Regions from separate parts of the Mus musculus genome. Here regions 1, 2, 3, 5 and 6 are each linked to region 4. Evidence: chromatin contacts called from public HiChIP or PLAC-seq and promoter capture Hi-C data. All regions are on one chromosome and are shown on one strand. Each heading gives the region's core, a stretch centred on a gene start, on an enhancer-like site or on the middle of the called end of the contact. The rest is flanking DNA. Distances are from core to core; before and after follow the strand shown.

The links. Promoter capture Hi-C pulls out the DNA fragments that hold promoters and counts their contacts. HiChIP or PLAC-seq counts read pairs in DNA pulled down with a chosen protein or histone mark.
Region 1: a contact with region 4 is called in a promoter capture Hi-C map of embryonic stem cells, with 2.6 times the contacts expected there. The contact joins the enhancer-like site here to the promoter of 1190005I06Rik in region 4. A contact is called at or near these places in 4 of 39 promoter capture datasets (the C10 cell line, embryonic stem cells and hippocampal neurons), 5 of 115 datasets of contacts at active chromatin or transcription factors (the HPC-7 cell line, embryonic stem cells, pancreatic cancer cells and 1 more) and 1 of 9 other capture datasets (embryonic trunk).
Region 2: a contact with region 4 is called in an HNF4G HiChIP or PLAC-seq map of pancreatic cancer cells. The contact joins the enhancer-like site here to the promoter of 1190005I06Rik in region 4. A contact is called at or near these places in 2 of 39 promoter capture datasets (the C10 cell line and hippocampal neurons), 12 of 115 datasets of contacts at active chromatin or transcription factors (embryonic basal ganglia, embryonic forebrain, embryonic hindbrain and 7 more) and 1 of 9 other capture datasets (embryonic stem cells).
Region 3: a contact with region 4 is called in an H3K4me3 HiChIP or PLAC-seq map of embryonic basal ganglia, with 6 times the contacts expected there. The contact joins the enhancer-like site here to the promoter of 1190005I06Rik in region 4. A contact is called at or near these places in 11 of 39 promoter capture datasets (the 3T3-L1 cell line, the HPC-7 cell line, HPC-7-derived erythroid cells and 8 more), 1 of 484 Hi-C or Micro-C datasets (the G1E-ER4 cell line), 9 of 115 datasets of contacts at active chromatin or transcription factors (craniofacial prominence, embryonic basal ganglia, embryonic forebrain and 6 more) and 1 of 9 other capture datasets (embryonic stem cells).
Region 5: a contact with region 4 is called in a FOXA1 HiChIP or PLAC-seq map of pancreatic cancer cells. The contact joins the promoter of Mthfsd here to the promoter of 1190005I06Rik in region 4. A contact is called at or near these places in 3 of 39 promoter capture datasets (embryonic stem cells, hippocampal neurons and liver), 1 of 15 datasets of contacts at CTCF or cohesin (large pre-B cells), 1 of 484 Hi-C or Micro-C datasets (embryonic stem cells), 3 of 115 datasets of contacts at active chromatin or transcription factors (craniofacial prominence, large pre-B cells and pancreatic cancer cells) and 1 of 9 other capture datasets (adipose tissue).
Region 6: an H3K4me3 HiChIP or PLAC-seq map of forebrain shows a contact between it and region 4, with 3 times the contacts expected there. The contact joins the enhancer-like site here to the promoter of 1190005I06Rik in region 4. A contact is called at or near these places in 7 of 39 promoter capture datasets (the C10 cell line, the HPC-7 cell line, embryonic stem cells and 4 more), 2 of 15 datasets of contacts at CTCF or cohesin (the NIH/3T3 cell line and large pre-B cells), 11 of 115 datasets of contacts at active chromatin or transcription factors (double positive thymocytes, embryonic basal ganglia, embryonic forebrain and 5 more) and 2 of 9 other capture datasets (adipose tissue and embryonic stem cells).

What each region holds. Positions count from the first base shown.
Region 1 is chr8:120,362,957-120,365,656 of GRCm38.p6, reverse strand. It overlaps a transcript of Gse1 not described here. Among named protein-coding and RNA genes, the nearest start is that of Gm39264, 19 kb to the right of the region's middle. Within about 2 kb of position 1,431, at least 97 of the 459 cell types and tissues checked have an H3K27ac peak or open chromatin away from gene starts, as enhancers often do. A contact at or near this core is called in the HPC-7 cell line and embryonic stem cells, where this site is marked.
Region 2 is chr8:120,275,298-120,277,997 of GRCm38.p6, reverse strand. It overlaps a transcript of Gse1 not described here. Among named protein-coding and RNA genes, the nearest start is that of A330074K22Rik, 48 kb to the right of the region's middle. Within about 2 kb of position 1,392, at least 278 of the 459 cell types and tissues checked have an H3K27ac peak or open chromatin away from gene starts, as enhancers often do. A contact at or near this core is called in embryonic basal ganglia, embryonic stem cells and pancreatic cancer cells, where this site is marked.
Region 3 is chr8:120,189,959-120,192,658 of GRCm38.p6, reverse strand. No RefSeq gene overlaps it. Among named protein-coding and RNA genes, the nearest start is that of Cibar2, 14 kb to the right of the region's middle. Within about 2 kb of position 1,343, at least 159 of the 459 cell types and tissues checked have an H3K27ac peak or open chromatin away from gene starts, as enhancers often do. A contact at or near this core is called in craniofacial prominence, embryonic basal ganglia, embryonic forebrain and 4 more, where this site is marked.
Region 4 is chr8:120,633,131-120,635,830 of GRCm38.p6, reverse strand. 1190005I06Rik (RIKEN cDNA 1190005I06 gene) reads left to right here and starts at 1,441. Exons shown (of 4, transcript NM_197988.3): 1 at 1,441-1,563. The coding sequence starts at 1,477. The region is part of intron 1 of Gm27021 (predicted gene, 27021); the gene reads left to right.
Region 5 is chr8:121,107,015-121,109,714 of GRCm38.p6, reverse strand. It overlaps Mthfsd (methenyltetrahydrofolate synthetase domain containing), which reads left to right and starts at 1,378. Exons shown (of 9, transcript NM_001372381.1): 1 at 1,378-1,427. The coding sequence starts at 1,412.
Region 6 is chr8:120,299,443-120,302,142 of GRCm38.p6, reverse strand. It overlaps a transcript of Gse1 not described here. Among named protein-coding and RNA genes, the nearest start is that of Gm32968, 27 kb to the left of the region's middle. Within about 2 kb of position 1,407, at least 129 of the 459 cell types and tissues checked have an H3K27ac peak or open chromatin away from gene starts, as enhancers often do. A contact at or near this core is called in the HPC-7 cell line, adipose tissue, double positive thymocytes and 2 more, where this site is marked.

The DNA.
Region 1 (2,700 bases), core at 182-2,681, 270 kb after region 4:
GGAAGGACCCACCGGTGAGAGGCTCCCTTCTCTCTGCCTCTCCATCCACCTCTCTCAACCCTACTAAGCTCCTTTATGAGCTAGGTCCACACTCGGAGCTGCGTACAAGCTTCAGCCCAGCAAGGCAAGGCAGGCTTCCTCCTGCTCCCCAGCGTCCTGCCTGGCACTGCCACTATGGCTTCTGTGGGGACCAGGCCCTCGGAGGTGACAGCTATTTCCCTATAGTCCTGATTTCTCTGCCTCGTGTTCTCCTGGCAGGCTCAGCTGACCAAGACATTTTGTGCACAGAGGAGGAAGGCTATGCCCTAAGACACAGAGGGGTCACCCTGACAGCCCTCATTCCTGTAGGAATTTGGCACCACAAGGGGGGTCAACACAAAGGTCAAAGGTCAAAGAGACACAGTCAAGGCTGGGGTGCTGGGAAAGGATGTGCGTATGCGTGGGACACAGGGAGGAGGAGGAGGAGGCTCAGACGAGAAAGGAGAAGAGGCTCCACAAGAGGAGGCTCCACGGCACAGAAGGCCAGGCAAGTGGTGGGCTCTCAGAGGCTGAGGTGGGCTGTGGGTTTCAGAGCCTAGTCAGTGCTCTTTGCTTGGGGGTGGGGGTTGTAGATGCAAGGGACACAGGCCACTGGGAGGGAGGAGGGACAGGAGGCTCCAGCATTTCTGAGTCAAGGGTCTCGGGTCTCTCCCCAGAGAACTTCTTCTCTGCCCTATTCAGCTGGTAGGGTCTCCATTCTGAATTCCCTTCTCTCTAAAGTCCCCAGTCACATGGTGCTTCCCCTGTGGCTTGCTCTTCTTGGTGTCCATCTTGATGCATTTGGGGGAAAGAGAGCACTCCAGGTGCCCTCAGCTTTGGCAGTGTTTGGGGGTTCCAGGGGAAAGTTCTAGGCAGATCTATGTTCTGGATGCATTTGGAGGTGGGGACCAGGGTGATCTGCCTGCTGTCTCCAAGGTACCCAGGGGAGGGGAAGGGGCAGAACCTGGTTCCTGGGGCTAACCCCACCCACTCCAGGCTTCTGTTTCTGGCTCTGCTGGGTTGCGCCCCCTTCTGGGCCAGTGACAAACTACATCCACAGCTTCTGTCCGGGAGGGGCAGGAAACCATCCTGACCCCTGACCTGCTCAGCAAAGAGAGGGGAATTTGGGGGTCCAAATGCAGGCTGTCCTTACTCAGCAGCTTACAAGGCTGGCCCACCACACCCCTGAGTTCTGGAGTGACCCCACTGTCCTGCAACTGCCTGAATAGAGACACACTTCCTGTCCACTCCGCCCCTTTCACTGACACTAGGGACCCCGTACCAAAGACATAGTCAGCCCAGTCAGGCTGACTGGAACGGACCGCCAACCAGCAGGCTCTATGAGACACCACCTCCTCCTGCAGCTGTGAACAAAGAGCCACCTCACAGGGCAAAGTGGACCTCTTGTGGCTGTAGCTGGGACATTAAACCCTAGGCAGAAGGAGAGGTTAGATAAGCCAGTTGGGTGTGTTGGGGTCTCAGGGTTATTCCAGCTGGGGAGGGGTACAATGGGAGAGAAAGGAGAAACACGAGGAAGGGGCCACAGGCCAAGGACAGCTGAGGCTTTCAGAAGCTGGGGCAAGCGCGAGGCAGATCTTACACACTAAGGAGGAAGCAGCCTGTGAGGCCTTAGCCTGGAACCCAGCCGAGAGCTCTGACCTCTAACCTAAAAGGAAGAGGCACGTTTGGAGCCACTAAGTTCCAGGTGACATGTGACAGCAACCACAGGAAACCGGTGTGACGGGAAGAAGGCCGTTCCCAGACTCACACAAGTGTTTGCTCCCAGGAACATCCTCCAGGGCACAAGCTCAGCTGTGACCTTGAGTGCCCTTGGCCGAGCCATGACCAAGGCTGGGTCCTCTGTTTCCTAAAGGCATTGCTTCTTCTGGTTTTGTTTTGCTTGTAAGATTTGTTTGTTTTTATTTCTTAGGCGAGAGTGTTTTGCCTGTGTGGAAGTGCACCACCTTTGTGCAGTCCCTCTGAAAGCCAGGAGAGGGCGCCAGGTTCCCTGGGCTGGAGTGACTTGAGGCTGGACACTATCTAAATGTGGGTGCTGGGATTTGAACCCTGGCCCTTTGCAAGAAGAGCAGCCAGTGCCCTTCAACACTTGGCCATCTCTGCAGCTCTTCTTATAGCTCCCTCACCAGGTGTTTGAAATAAATTCACTCAACCCTCAGAGCTCCTGTACAAAACATGTGCTGACTGGACCATGCCCTGAGGAGAGAAGGAAGGCTCTAGAGTTGGATAAGAAGCCACTTGGATGCACATACCTGGGCTCTAATTTCCTCCATCCACTGCCGCACAGACCCCAGCTCCCATTCACCCAGTGAAAGCTTGCGAGTCCCCCACACCCCACCCCGCCCGCCTAGGCCAGCCAGCATCACACAGACACACACAGACACACACACACACACACACACACACACACACACGGAGGTAAGAGACCCACAAATTGGAAGGAACAACATTTCCAGATGGGAATGAAGCTGAAGAGAGAGGCTACAACCCCGTGAGCAACTACTAAAAGCTGAACGGAATAAGCCCCCGAGGACACAGGGAAAGTGTCACACATATGTGGCCTTCAGGAGGGTGGGCCAGGCTAGTTATAACATTGTCTCCCTAGGGCCCCATGACTCTTCACCCACAGGGCCCACAAAAGTCACTTCAGTGGCTCCGAGCATA
Region 2 (2,700 bases), core at 143-2,642, 360 kb after region 4:
CCCATGCCTTTGAGTAACTAGCAGGAGCTCCTACCCACAAGGCACTTGGGTTGGAGAAGTGGACAGACCACTGACCCCCATTCTTGATTTCCTCAATTGTGATGGCTCCCCGGTACTTCAAACATAACACTCCTGCCCTTACAGGCGAGCATTTGAACAACTTAGTGTTCTTTCCCAACTCCCTTCCTAGGAGTCCAGCCTCATCCACCCTCCAGCCTCAGAGGCAGCCCTACAGTGTGCAGCGGGCCGCACCAGCTTCGCTATTCCTCGACTTGGAACCAGGTCTTCTGCCCCCTCTTCCCAGGGCCTAGTGACTGCTCTTTCAAGCTGTCTCCAGAAAAGTCTGTCAGGAGGAGGGAAGAGACACTTCAGGATCCCCAAGGAGTAGGGGACTCTCAGTATTCCAGATCTCAGTACTGCATAGTTAAAGTTACAGGGTAGTCGCTCCCTTGGGGTCTCAAGGCTCAAAGAGCCTGAACTCTCCTCAGCAAATCTTCTCCCGAACCTTCAAGTATTCCGCTGTCCCACCCCAAAGTTTTGGCTTCCACAAGTGGTTCTGGTGACTAAGCGCTGTGGGGCTCCCTGACCCAGGTCTGGGTACTCGTGGGATCTCTGATCTGAAACACTGTAGCTGTCTTGCTCGCTCGTCTTGCCTGGCCCAAAGCCCTGGCCTCCACACGTGGCTGTGAGCGCCCCCTGTGCAGCTTGTAAGCTGCACTCGGTTCTCACCCAACCAGTGACGCTTCAAGACCCTGGGAGGTAAGATCACAGAACCAGGTCACACAGCTAGGAAGGGACAGGGTCTGGGCTCAGTGAGCTCACAGGGCCAAGTCATAAAGCTAGGAAGGAACAGGGTCTGGTCCAGGAACACAGATGGTGGCCTCCAGAGTCCCAGGAGCAGTTGGTGGGTGTGGGTCACGCTTCTTCCTTTCTTCATCATTGCTCCGCCCTGGGCCAGAACATGTCCTCAAAGAGCCACGCATAGGATATGCGGGTGACAACAAGCCACGGATCAGGCACTGTCTCCCTCTCAAGCCTCAGTTTCCCCACTATCTGCTACGGGGTTCGCGGGGGTGGGGGAGTCTCGCAACATCCAGGGAGAGTAGCCCTCTTACAGGCCCAGCCCCTGGCAGGCCCCAGGCCAGGAGGAGCCGGGAGGGGCCGGGAAATCCGGGGGCCGCGGCCCGGGCCGGCGCCGGAGGGGGCGCCGGCGGCCCCAGATGCTGCCAGCATTCCTGGAAGGTAGCGCCAGGCCAGCGCCGCCAGATGTGCCTCACAAGCAGCTGCCCCGCGCTAATAAGGTCAGCGCCTGGCTCCAGCAAGCCGCGCACCGGCGGCGCCTCAACGCCTGGCACCGCGCTGGGGAAGAGGCGTGGTCGGGGCGTGGTCTGGGAGAGGGCCAGGGGGCTGCCCACGCCCAGAACCGCACCCCACGGCCTTGGCCTTGGCTGCTGTGGGACCACGCCCCTCCTCTCTCAAGACCACGCCCTTTGCAATCTGGAGGGCGGGGTGGGCCGATGAAGACTGTTTTATTGGATGTTTCCTGGCCTGGGGAGGTGGGGGTGTCCCTGTTCTTCCAGCAGAGCCAGCTGCGAGCAGAGGCCCCATCCTGTCCCCACCTCTCCTTGCACGCCCCCTTCCAGAGGTATGCGGTTACCTCTTGGGGACCTGGGGTGCATGGGGCCAGCTGGGTCCATGTCCGAGGTCTGTCTAGGTCCCCCGCAAGGCACACGGGCAACCCCCCACTTCCCCTAGATAAAGGCTGCAGCCGCCTTTGTTTCTCTGGTGTAACCGAGCCAGATGCCTCTAATCCCCCAGCTGGACCAGATTTGCAGTGGCTCTGGGGCCTCCCCGGTCCAGACGCCAGGCTCCAGGCCTCCGAGGCAGCTGCGAAGGGGGGCGGGGCTGGCATCTTCAGCCTCTCCCATCCCCTCTCAGGGTCAAGGGCAAGCGGAGCCAACAGCTTAGGGGTCATGCTTCATTGCTGGCCCGGCCCCAGGATTCTGTAAAGGAGGAACATTCAGGGCGCTAGGCCCAGGCCTCAGTTTCCCCGGTCGCTATCATGCAGTTTCCAGTCCTTCCTGTACAAGCTACAGAACAGTTCCGATAGTGACGGCACAGACACCCACATTTCTAAACTTCCCAGGAAGCTGAGAGCCCCCACCCCACGGCTGCTGGTGCCTGGGCATGGGAGGGGCTCAGAGAGGTCCCTACACTGGTAAGAAAGGATCATTCTGGGGAGAGACCAGAGAGGTTTGGTGACTTGCCTAAGACCACAAAGCAAACAAGAGCAGGGAGTAAGAACACCTGAGGGCAAACACAGGCGGAAAGACAGCCGGTGAGCACCCTCCTGAACACAAGGGGTTCTTGCAAGTGCAGCTGGAAGCCACCACCATCAGGCCCCCTCCACCAAGGTGAAAGGCGGATGCTCTGGCCCTGGTCTGGCTACTATTCTATTAGTCAAGGGGTGAAGGGATCTAGACGCAGTGTTTATCAGTCCCTAGGATGGGGCTGGCTATGGACAGTTATGTTGGAGAGGTCACCTTCCAGGCCACACCTGTGGTCCCAGCCATGCGTGGAGGGGAGAGGAGGGGAGGGGAGGAGAAGCCTGGAGTGTCCCGGGTCTCCCCAGCCCTTCACCTGGCCTCCTCTGCCAGGAGCCAGGCAGACGCCAAGTACAGAACCTGCCAGGAGTGTCTG
Region 3 (2,700 bases), core at 94-2,593, 440 kb after region 4:
GCTTTGCCGCAGAAGATTCTGGTTTGTTGCGTCTTTCCTGGCCGGTCGTGAGAACGCGTCTAATAACACAGAGCCTCTTTCCAGACTGTGTCCCCCACTGTTCTTGGTACCAGCAGCCAGAACTCATACCTTCCAGAATTTCAGGGACCCCAAAGTCCTCCACTCCTCAGACTCTAGTCACACCACAGCCCTACCCTGCAACTCCTCACTTGAGCCAAGGGAACCCGGTCTTCGAGGTCCCTGGAGGTGTTACATCGCTGCACACAGCCCTGCTGGGAGCACCCTCTCTCCCCTATTTTTCATCTCTCCTCCCATAAGTCCACCCACAGCACCATCCCCTCCCGCCTCAGCAACCACAGTCCTTCTCTGCGCTCTGCTCTGCCTGTCCCATGTGACCCAGTAGACAATGAGAAAGGCACCTTTGGCATGCTCCTGCTTCAGCCCACAGAGTCCCTTCCCCATCACCATGCCCAGATACCATCCTTCCATGCCCTTTGGGCCTCCTCACTGAGGCCAGAAGGGTTTTTTAGATCCATGAGTCCACCAAGTTGTTCTGTGCCCCAGGGCCTTTGTACATGCCCTTCTTGCTGACTGGAGCACTGATCTGCTCCTTACAGGGCCGAGTGGATGGAGGAGGGAACCATAGGCAGAAGAACCATAGGGTGGACAGAAGTCTCCAGTCCCAGATCCCTATGGTGAATCGCAGGCAGGAGCTGGAGGGAGGGGCTGTTATAGCCCACAGCTTGAGGCCTAGGAAACCCCTTCTATCCCATTTTACCCTGACAGCAAACGCCCATGATCCCTATCCCCAAAGAGGTCTGGGACCAAAGCTGGATGCCTGCCACCGAGCTGGTATTGTCCTTAAAAGGCTCGTGAGAGTGTGTGATGTGGTGTGGAGTTGCTGGGGATGGGGGCTGGGGGTGGGTCACAGCCACTTCCCAGTCCTTGTCCTCCGAAGTAGATATGGGGTCTTTGGAGAGGCCTGTATTGTATTCAGGCCCCTACCTCCATGGGGACCCTGGAATGAGGGCTCCTGGAGTTGGAGAGGGGAAAATTAAGAATGAGGGAGGAAAGGAAGAGGAAGAAGAGGGAAGTGGTGGGAAAGGAGAGAGATGGGTCCAGAGAAGAAACAGTGTGAGAGAAAAGGCAGGAAGACTGGGGGGGGGGGGGCTAAGAAAAGCATAGAAAGGAGGGGGCAGTGCCCTTGCCCCGGGTGTCCCCAGCCACCCCAGGCCTGCTGGGGACCTGGCGGCAGCCCCAGCTGGAGGCATGCCCCGCAGCCTCGCCTCTCTCCTGGACAAGGCTGGTTACACAACGGTGGTGGCCGGCGTCCAGCGGGCTGTCACGTGGGTGCCGGAGTGGGGGCTGCTCCCCGGCGTGGCTGGGACTCGGCTCCAGCCCGGAGGCCAGAGCGTTCCCAGATGCGCTGGCGGCTGTAAAAGGCGCTGGTTCCTGTCAGCAGCAGGGCTCCGGGAGGGGACCCCCAGCAGCAGGCTGGCCAGATGGCTGCAACATGCGCTCTGGTGACAGGGCTGGGGGTACACAAGAGTGTCTACGCCCCCTCCTGGAAGTAGTGCAGGACCCCTTCCCCTGGCCTGGCCTCCCTCCAACTCTGCAAGGCTATGCATTGGACTTGGGGAGTCAGCAGCACCCCAAATCCTGCTCTTTACTTGGAGGTGGCATTCTTGACCAAGTACTGCACCCCAACTGCCCTCAGCTTCTGGGCAGTTGACCAGCTAATATTCTGCCCCTGTGCCCTAGCAACAAGGGAAAACATAAGGCCCATCTCCAGCCAATTGCAGTCCCCATTCTCTAAGCAACTATGATTGGTACAGAGGTGCACATGTGACTCAAACAGAACCAATCAGTGTCCGTCCCTGAGATTTTTTATTTTTATTTTTTTTCTTCTTTCCCTAGGTGAACCCAGGTGGATCAGACCTGGGAAGAGCAATTGGAGACTACTATTCTTCGGGCTCCTCTCTGCCTGTCTGGTGCCCTAGTAATACTAGAGTAATACTAGGGCTAACTGGGTTGATACCGCTGACCAGGACAGGTGGCTCAGATGGCCCAGCCACTGGAATGGAGAGAGCGACTCATAGGGCCACCCAGTGGCTCTGAGCACCAAGAGCCGTGAAATCCTAGCACCTGCGGGAGGCCACAACAGGAGCCCACGAGGGGTCCTTCCCAGCGGGCCCTGCAGCCTGAGGTCTATTCCCTGGGTAGGAGGGTCTGGAAGGGGGATCACAGGAGAGCAGGCCCACTGCAAGTTCAAATAGGAAGCAGGTCCAAGCCAAGGTTGGGCCTTGGAGGAGGTGGAGATGCTGGCCCTCCGCCCTTGGCAGGCCTTTCTGGGTCTTCACCCTCTTTCTCCGCAGCGTGAAGCACTTGGAGTTCTTCCTGATGCCTGCCCCTCATGACAGCCCTGTGGGCCGATGTTAGGTCTCAAAGCCGGGCGAATGGCTAACCGAGGTGTCTATTGAACACATTGGAGCGGACCTGGTGGCTAGGTTCTCCCAGCATCCGTCAGTCCCTATCTGTTACAGGGTATGGCTGTCATATCCTGCCCCCTACCCTGAACTGGGCTGGGCTGCCCTTCCCCCAGTGGCTCTTCCCTATGTCCCCAGCTATTCTGGTCACCAGACCCTTTTACCCCTTTTGTCCATGTGGCCGCTGCACCTGTGTCTCCCCTCAACTCTCCTG
Region 4 (2,700 bases), core at 192-2,691:
GGAATTAAGGGGAGGAAAATTTTAATCAAATATGTGTACACATGTATGGGAAGCATCTGTTCTGTGTTCCAGAGAAGGGGCACGGCTGGGGGAGGTGATGTAACATGCTGTGTTGTGAAGCTGGAGACCACAGCAAACGCCCTGCTCCAGCTCCTAAACACTTCCGCCCATCCTGGTTCATGCCTGGAGACAGACATGGCAGGCAGGCACAAAGTGCTGGCCCAGGAATGCCCACTTCACACGAGGACCTGGGGGCTCAAGCCAGGGCAGGCCCCATGTTGCCTGGGGAAGGTGGGACATGGGCTATCCTACCCACTTCTGCTGGAATTCTGAAGAATATTTGATCCATCTCCTATCCCTGTGGCCTTAACAAAGCCAGGGTCTGAAATGTCACTGCATTTTTCTTTAGTGATGGTTCATAGTAGGATCGTACCTGTGTATCCACCGCAGGAATTCCACTTTCCTGCCCTGGACTCAGTTTCCCCTTATAGTCATTAGAAACATACACAGCCCGGGGGTACGGAGACCTGAGGCTGGTAGAGTGGCCACACGCTACAGACTTGCGACAAAGAATTGATCTAGGCAGGTGCGTGGGGCATTGAGGAGGGTCCCATGAGAGAACCATTAAGATACAGGGCTGGCCAGCACTCGGGAGGCAGAGGCAGGCAGATTTCTGAGTTCGAAGCCAGCCTGGTCTTCAAAGTGAGTTCCAGGACAGCCAGGGCTATACAGAGAAACTCTGTCTCGAAAAACCAAAAAAAGAAAAGAAAAGAAAAGAAAAAGAGACAGGGCTGGAAGCCACACCTGGGTATTGAAAGGGTGTGGGTGTATGGCTCAGTGGTGGATACTTGCTGGATGTATGGAGGAGGGGTACGGGGAAGCCATGACATCAAAAACATAAAAATAAAGGTGGCTAGGCATTGGCCCCAAGCTTGTAATCCTAGCACTTAGGAGATAGAGGTCAGAGGATCAGGGGTTCAAGGGCAGCCTTGTGTGGGCTACAAGAGGCCCTATCTCAAATAATACAAAAGTAATCATGATATAGGGAGTGGGGAGGCGGCAGCCCGAGGCCTCTGAGTCTTCACCCTCAGGTCCTCTGCCAGCTGTGACAGGCGGGGGCACGTGGCCAGTCAAAATGCCAGAACCCAGCAGCGGGGAAGCCCGGGAGTCACAATGCCACCTGAACCTCCCAACTGCAGCGACGAGCCGGGGGCGTTACCTCTGCGTCTCTGCACAGGAGGCGGAGCCGGGCTCCCCATTTCCTTCCACAGAACCGGGGACAGCCGGCCGATGCCCAAACTTTGCCCGGTGCCGGGAGCGCGGCTGCGGTGGGGGAGGCGGGCAGGGAGGCGCGGCGGCAGGGGTTGTGGCTGAGCCCTGGGCGGGCTGCGGGGCGGAGCGGCCCGGGCGGCGCCGCCCTCCAGGTGCCGGGCGGGGGCCGAGGCAAGCGCGGCTGCAGGCAGAGCAGGCCGGGCCATGACCCCCGCGGCCCACGGCTGCAAGCGCGTCGCCTGGTGTCCCTCACGGCCGCCAGCGTCCGCGCCCAGCGCGCCCCAGGAAGCGGTGAGTGTGCGCGCGCCGTGCGCGCCACGGCGGACGCACCGGGACCTGGGTTTTGGCGACCTGGGATAGGGACCCAGGACGAGGGACCCCAGGATCGTGGAGATCTGGGACCAAGGGGACCCCGAGGTGGGGAATCCGAGACGGTGGAGACCCGGGTTGGGGAACCCGGGAGGGTAGGGAGCATGGGGTGGGGTGGAGACGGGGGAGGGGTGGCCTGTGGAGACCCCAAGGTGGTGGGGACTCCAGAGTGATGGGGGACCCTTTGGACCCTGGCGTCCCACAACTTCCTGCAGACTTCGCTGATCAGCTCGGCCTCCTCTGGCCGCGTGTCTGACATCGGGCGGGGGCGTGTCCCGCGCGTGGCAGCCTCAGGCCCCTCTTTGCACCCGGCTGGGTTGTCAGGTTGCCGAGCAGTCGGGCAAGGTGGGGGCAGGAGGCCTCGGGAGGAACCGCTTCCCTCCACCAAGTGTTTCCAATGTATTATTGATGAGCTGCCTCGCTTAGGGGCGCCCAGTACATCAAAGCAGCTTCGCGACCGCAAAGGGCGACCCGCTCGAAGCAGGCACTTCTCTTGGCAGGGCTGGCCCTGGCAGATCTGGGGAGGGCGCTTATTAAAAAGAGGACCCGCAGCTCCCCTTGGGGACTCTGAGGGCAGGAAGGACTTCTGGCCTTTGCCAAGAGAACGGTGCAGCGCAATGTAGGAGTCGTTCCCGAGAGAGTAGAGAAATGTTAGAACACGCCCTGTTTTACAGACAAGGAAACTGAGTCCCAGACGGCTTCTCCTGTGTGGCAGATTCTGATGTCTCTCTCCAGCCTGAGACACCTCTCTGGTTGTGCTAGCAGCTGAAAGCACCTCTTGCCTATCCAGATCCCTTTCCTAGTCAGGACACAATGTAGCTTGGTCCCCTTCGTGGTCCCCCCTCCCTCAGGTCCGGGTCCTCTGCACAGGAGAAAGGCTGTATATTTATGGAAAGACTTAATCCCTCCACCAGCCCCAAGGCCGTGGAAAGCTGTGTCTAATCTGTCCCTGGAAGGCCTCAGCTGGTGGGCACACACCAGGCCGGAGTGTGCGTCCCCTAGGGAGGTGTAGGTCACTTACAAAGCAACTCGTCCTCCTGGGCTGAGGACGCGGAGATG
Region 5 (2,700 bases), core at 129-2,628, 470 kb before region 4:
CACACACACACACACACACACACACACACACACGCAAGAACATGCAAGCTGAGGTGCGGTGACACTGGGCTGTACTCCTAGCACATGGGAGTTTGGGAGGTTGAGGCAGGAGGATTGTGAGTTCAAGGTCAGGACAGAGTACAACCCTGTCTCAAAACACCTAAAGGAACAGGAAGAGACAGAAGAAAGGAAGAAATGAGGGAGGAAGAGGAAGAGAAAAAGGAAGCTGGGGTTGGGGAAGGGCAGGAAAGGCAAACATTAGCCAGGCATGGTGGCTCACAACTTCACAGCCCTTGGGAGAAGAGACAAGTGGGTCTGTGGTTTCAAGGCCAGCCAGGGCTGCATAGTCAGACCCTGTCTCAAAAAAAAAAAAAAAAAAAGTGTACTAATCATTTTGGTGATTAGTGGGCAGGAAGGACTGAGTGCTAACAATCTCTAACCAACCGGGGAATCCGTGAAGATGGCACCCATGACGCCACCTTTCTCAGGTACAGGGCAGTTCAGGGAAGCCTTGTCTGTTCAAGGTGCAAAGGCAAAGCTGCAAAACAGACACTAGCTGCCCTTACATCCCCCAATCAGACAATAGCTGCCCTCACATCCCCCAATCAGAGGCTAGGATGTGTGGAGCTGAGTGGCCAGTGCAGACTTGTACATCCTTAGCCCAACAGATGCTCCAAATGCACAGTATGCTGACTACAAGCATTGGGAACACACACACACACACACACACACACACACACACAAAATCGACCAAGCTGTCCCTGACTTACAACCCTCTTCATTTCAGGAGTGCCTTTCCTTTATAAACAGTCTTTATTTTTATGTCTAACCACGTGTTCCTGGTACAATTCATGGTACAGAAAAGAAAGTTGGAAACCCTAGATCCACTCCTATAAACAGGTTTCCTTGTTAACCTTGAATTTCAAGGGATGTTTCTATAGGTACTATACATACTCGCACACACACACACAGAGCTTGTGAAGCTCAAAAGACAACTTTCGGGAGTCATTTTTCTCCTTTTACCCTGTGTGGGTCCTGAGAATCGAACTCAAGTTGTCAGGCTTAGCAACAAGCGCCTTTATCTCGCTGAACCATCTCGTCCGCCCTAGAGTGTTATATGTTCCATACGGTATAAATGTATGCGTGTTGTGTGCGTGTGTGTCTCGGGAAATCCTGGGCATCCGCGTTGCAAGGCAGTTCCAGCGGTGACCTCTGGTCCTCTAATGCGTCGGTGCTACTACTGCAGGGAACCCCAAACCCAGAACGGGAGTCCGCCCACTGCACCAACCGCGCGTGCGCGAACCTTGCGGGTCACTAGCTTCAGTGCGCAGGTGCAGCACGAAGCGCTGGCGTCTGGCGTCACTAGCGCGCGGGGACATGCTACGGGGCGTCGCTCGGTGACGTGTTAGCCATGGAGACCCAGGAGGGTGAGGAAGACCGAGGGTGATGGGGAAACCGAGGCTGGGACGGCGCGGTTGTTCCCGTGGTCCGCATGCGTGGGGGAGGACGCGGCTCGGCCTGGTACGGCTGGGACGCCGAGGCTGGCAGCCGGGAGGGAGGATCAGTCCCATCCTCGCCTTGCTTGGCTGGACAGGTTTTAGCCAGCCAGGCTGGGGAGGTCGCGCAGCGGCGGCGAGCACTCGCCCAGCAGGCACCCGGCCCGCGCTGCAAAGCGTTCTCGACAAGTGCACCGGCCGCGAAAGTAGGGAAGGCAACCATTGCTGGTCAGTGGGGTCTGCTGGTGCAAACGCTGTGATACCAGCAGGAGAGAGAGGGAGGAAGGGAGAGAGAGGAGAGAAGTGAAAGAGGAGAGCGAGCGGGAGAGGAAGGGAGGGAGGTGGAGAAGAGAGGAGGGAGAAAGGCCCAGCAAGCCTATGCGGTGACTCACAAGTCCAGTTCCACGGGAAGGGACCCAGTGCCCTCCCGCACCTGCATGCACACCCCGCCGGTTCGGTTGCTGGCGGTGCACATATACAATAAATACATCTTTGTGCTTTGTTTTGTTTTGTTTTCTTCGAGTCAGGGTTCCTCTGTGTAATCCTGGCTGCCCTAGAATTCACTCTGTATTTCAGGCTGGCCTCAAAATTTAGAGATTTAGAGCGCCTCTGCCTCCCAAGAGCTCGGATTAAAGGCTTGCACCAGCTATAAATATCAAGGAAGACAAATGTACTTTCTATACGCCTGCCTTGTGAGGTTTGTAAGGTCATTTGTAAGATTTAACAGTTTAAAGGACATGTTGGGAGTGTGGCTCAGTGATAGTGTTCTTGCTTAGCACACTTAAAGCCCCAGGTGTGACCCACTGGATCACTAACTAGTTCAAAAGATGACCTTCTAGCCAGACCTGGTGGCACACCCGTAACCTCACTATTTGGGGGCTGAAGGAAGAGCACTTAAAGGTTCAAGCCCCATTTTGATCAGAGAGACACCCTGCCTCAAAAAGGTGTGTAGCTCACTCGTAGAGAGCTTGCCTGGGATGCAGGAACCCCTAGCACTGCCGAGGAAAGACTACAGATTGATTTACAGTTGGTTTCAGTGTGTTCCAGCTTCCTAGCAGAAATGAAGGTGCTTCTCTCAACTGGCCAGGGAGCTCGAGGGAAAACTAATACTTTTGGTTATCTTAAGCTGGTCTGACTCGGTCGCAAATTCCTATGCAAGTGGTGTCACAGTGGCAGGTATAGATGTGCCCACGTGCATTATGGG
Region 6 (2,700 bases), core at 158-2,657, 330 kb after region 4:
ATTCCTGCTTACAGGGGGCTCACTCTAGTCACAGGTAATTTTATTTTACTTATATTTTCTTTTATTTTGAGATAAGTAAATTCTCCATGTAGTTCTGACTGTCCTGTGACTTGTTATATAACCAGAGACCCACCTGCTTCTGCCTCGTCCAGCTCTACATCCAGCTCAAATGGCTTTAAAAAAACAAAACAAAACAAAACAAAACCCTGCAGTATTAAATCCAATGTTTTTTTCCTCAACACTAATCAAAGTAAGTACAGAAACCCACAAAGAAGCTGGGCAATGGTGGCTCACACCTTTAATCCCAGCACTTGGGAGGAAGAGGCAGGTAGATCTCTGAGTTCAAGACCAGCCTGGTCTAGAGTTCCAGGATAGCCAGGGCTACAGAGAAACCCTGTCTCAAACCAAAACCAAACCCACAAACAAAAAACAAACACTTGGTGACAGGGCTTCAAATACCACACTTCAGCCAGGCCAAGGGCACAAATTACCTAAGTCACATGTATAAAATGGGATCATGACTTTGACCTGGCCTGGTTTGAGCCTAGTTTCCTGTCTACTGTATAGTATCATTGACAATCCCAGGGCACAATACCAAAGTCCCTGTGTCTCCATTTCCCCCACTTCAGTGGTGCCAGCCCTGGAGATTAGACATGGAACTCTCCTCAGAGTGTTCAAACAGCATAGAGCCAGCTCCCAGCAAAACCCAGGAGTTGCAAGGTCCTCCAGTTGCCCAGCAAGCTAGGGTTGTAATCTCAGCTGTGTAGCCTCAGGCAAGTGAATGTACCTCTCTGGTTTACCCATCTACAACTTAGAAATGGCAAGCTCACCAAGGAACCCACTAGGAACCCCCCCCCCCCTTTCTCCATGGCTTGGCTGTACACCCAGAACCCACTGTGTTAACATGATTGGCACCCAAGGATGTCATGGGTAGGATGGAATCCCAAGGCCCAAGTACATAAGAACAACACTCTCAGGCTCTGCCACAAGTCACCAAACCTGCCATGAAAGAATAAAGGGGGCACAACCAGCAGCTCTCTCCACCCTGACCTCCCCAGGCAAGCGCCCTTCCCAGGGTGAGAGCGCCATCTGCTGGAAGCATGGGGCGTGGCACCTGTTTCAACCTTGCCCAGCTTGTACCTGGGTCAGGGCTTTGGGCTTGAGGCTGGATCTTTAAGAACTGCTGTTCAGCCCCCCCAGGCGTCCAACACCAATGACAGACTTCTGGGATTTGACCTTAGGCCTCCACTGAGCACCCTGGCGGTGAGACCTGAACCCTCCTTTGCACGGAGCCTCAGCTCCTGCTACTGCCTTCGGTCTCCTACAGCATACTCGGCTGCCAACAGTAGAGCTGTGACTGCTCCAGTCGACAGCTGCCCTGCAGGGGCACAGGCTGCAGGAAGCTATGGTAGGACGCTGTGTGCCTGAAGGCTGCTGGCGGGAGGCCACAGAGTCCTTCCACCACCCACAGAGCAGAGGAGGAGCCGGAGCTGGGAAGATTACAACAGCGGTCTCCTTGAATCAGCCCCATTCTCTGTGAGAGGACAGCAGGCACCTGTTAGCATGACTGAGGCTCGTCCGTGAGGGATGCTAGACATCAGGGATGACACACCTGGCACGCATCACGCTACTGAGAGGGTCCCTCCTACGGAGCCAAGTGTGGCTATTAGAGCCCTGAGTTGCAGAGCAAGCTGCACCAGATCTTAGAGGGAGGACTTGCAGCAACCTCTACTGGAGCACACTGAGCAAGCCAGCATGCTTCCCTCCTCTCCTGTCTCTGTTCATGTTCACGCTGATGTAAGACACAGGTACACATGCATGGAGAAGCCAGGAGTCATTGTCAGGTGTCCTCCTCAATCACTTTGCCATCTGGCGTTTTGAGACAGGGTCTCTCACTGACCCAGAGGTTCACTGATACAGCTAAGCTAGCTTGCCAGTGAGCACCAGGCTCCTGCCTCCACACCCCCAAAGTTAGATGCATGCTACTACTGTACATATATATAATATATGATATATGATATATACTATATGTTATATATAACATGATATATAAAATATATATTATATAATATAAAGTATATTATGAATTATACATGTATATCATATATTATATACATATATAATATATTATATATACAGGTATATATTAACTTGGTTTATTAACTTATGTGTATGGTTTGCCTGCATGTATGTCTGTGAACCATGTGTGTACAGGGCCCACAGAGGCCAGAAGAGGGTGACAGATCCCCTGGACCTGTTAAGAGACTGTTGTGAGTCACCACGTGGGTGCTGGGAATCCAACTCTGGTTCTCATATTTAAGGGAGCACTTTCCTAACTGACCCATTCCCCAGCCCCGCCCATCGTCAACTCTTTCCATGGTGTGGTGAAACACACCCCGGGTCATGCTGGTCAGTCTAGAGATACAGAGTACACGGTCAGTCCCATAACCACTACCTCTGTCTATTCTAGAACGTTCTCACAGCCCTAGGAAGAAACTCTGCACCTCTTAGTTTCCCCTGCTCCTGCTCAGCTGCACTTCATGCCCATGGTCATCCTATGGCTTGTGGGTGTATCAAGCTTCAATCTCTCCCATCATGCTTTGGGGTGCACCCACACAAGTCTCCTCATAGCCAGGTGAGCACCCAGTGAGTGCATAGACACCTTCTTATGCACCCTCTGTGAATGGACACTGGCATCCC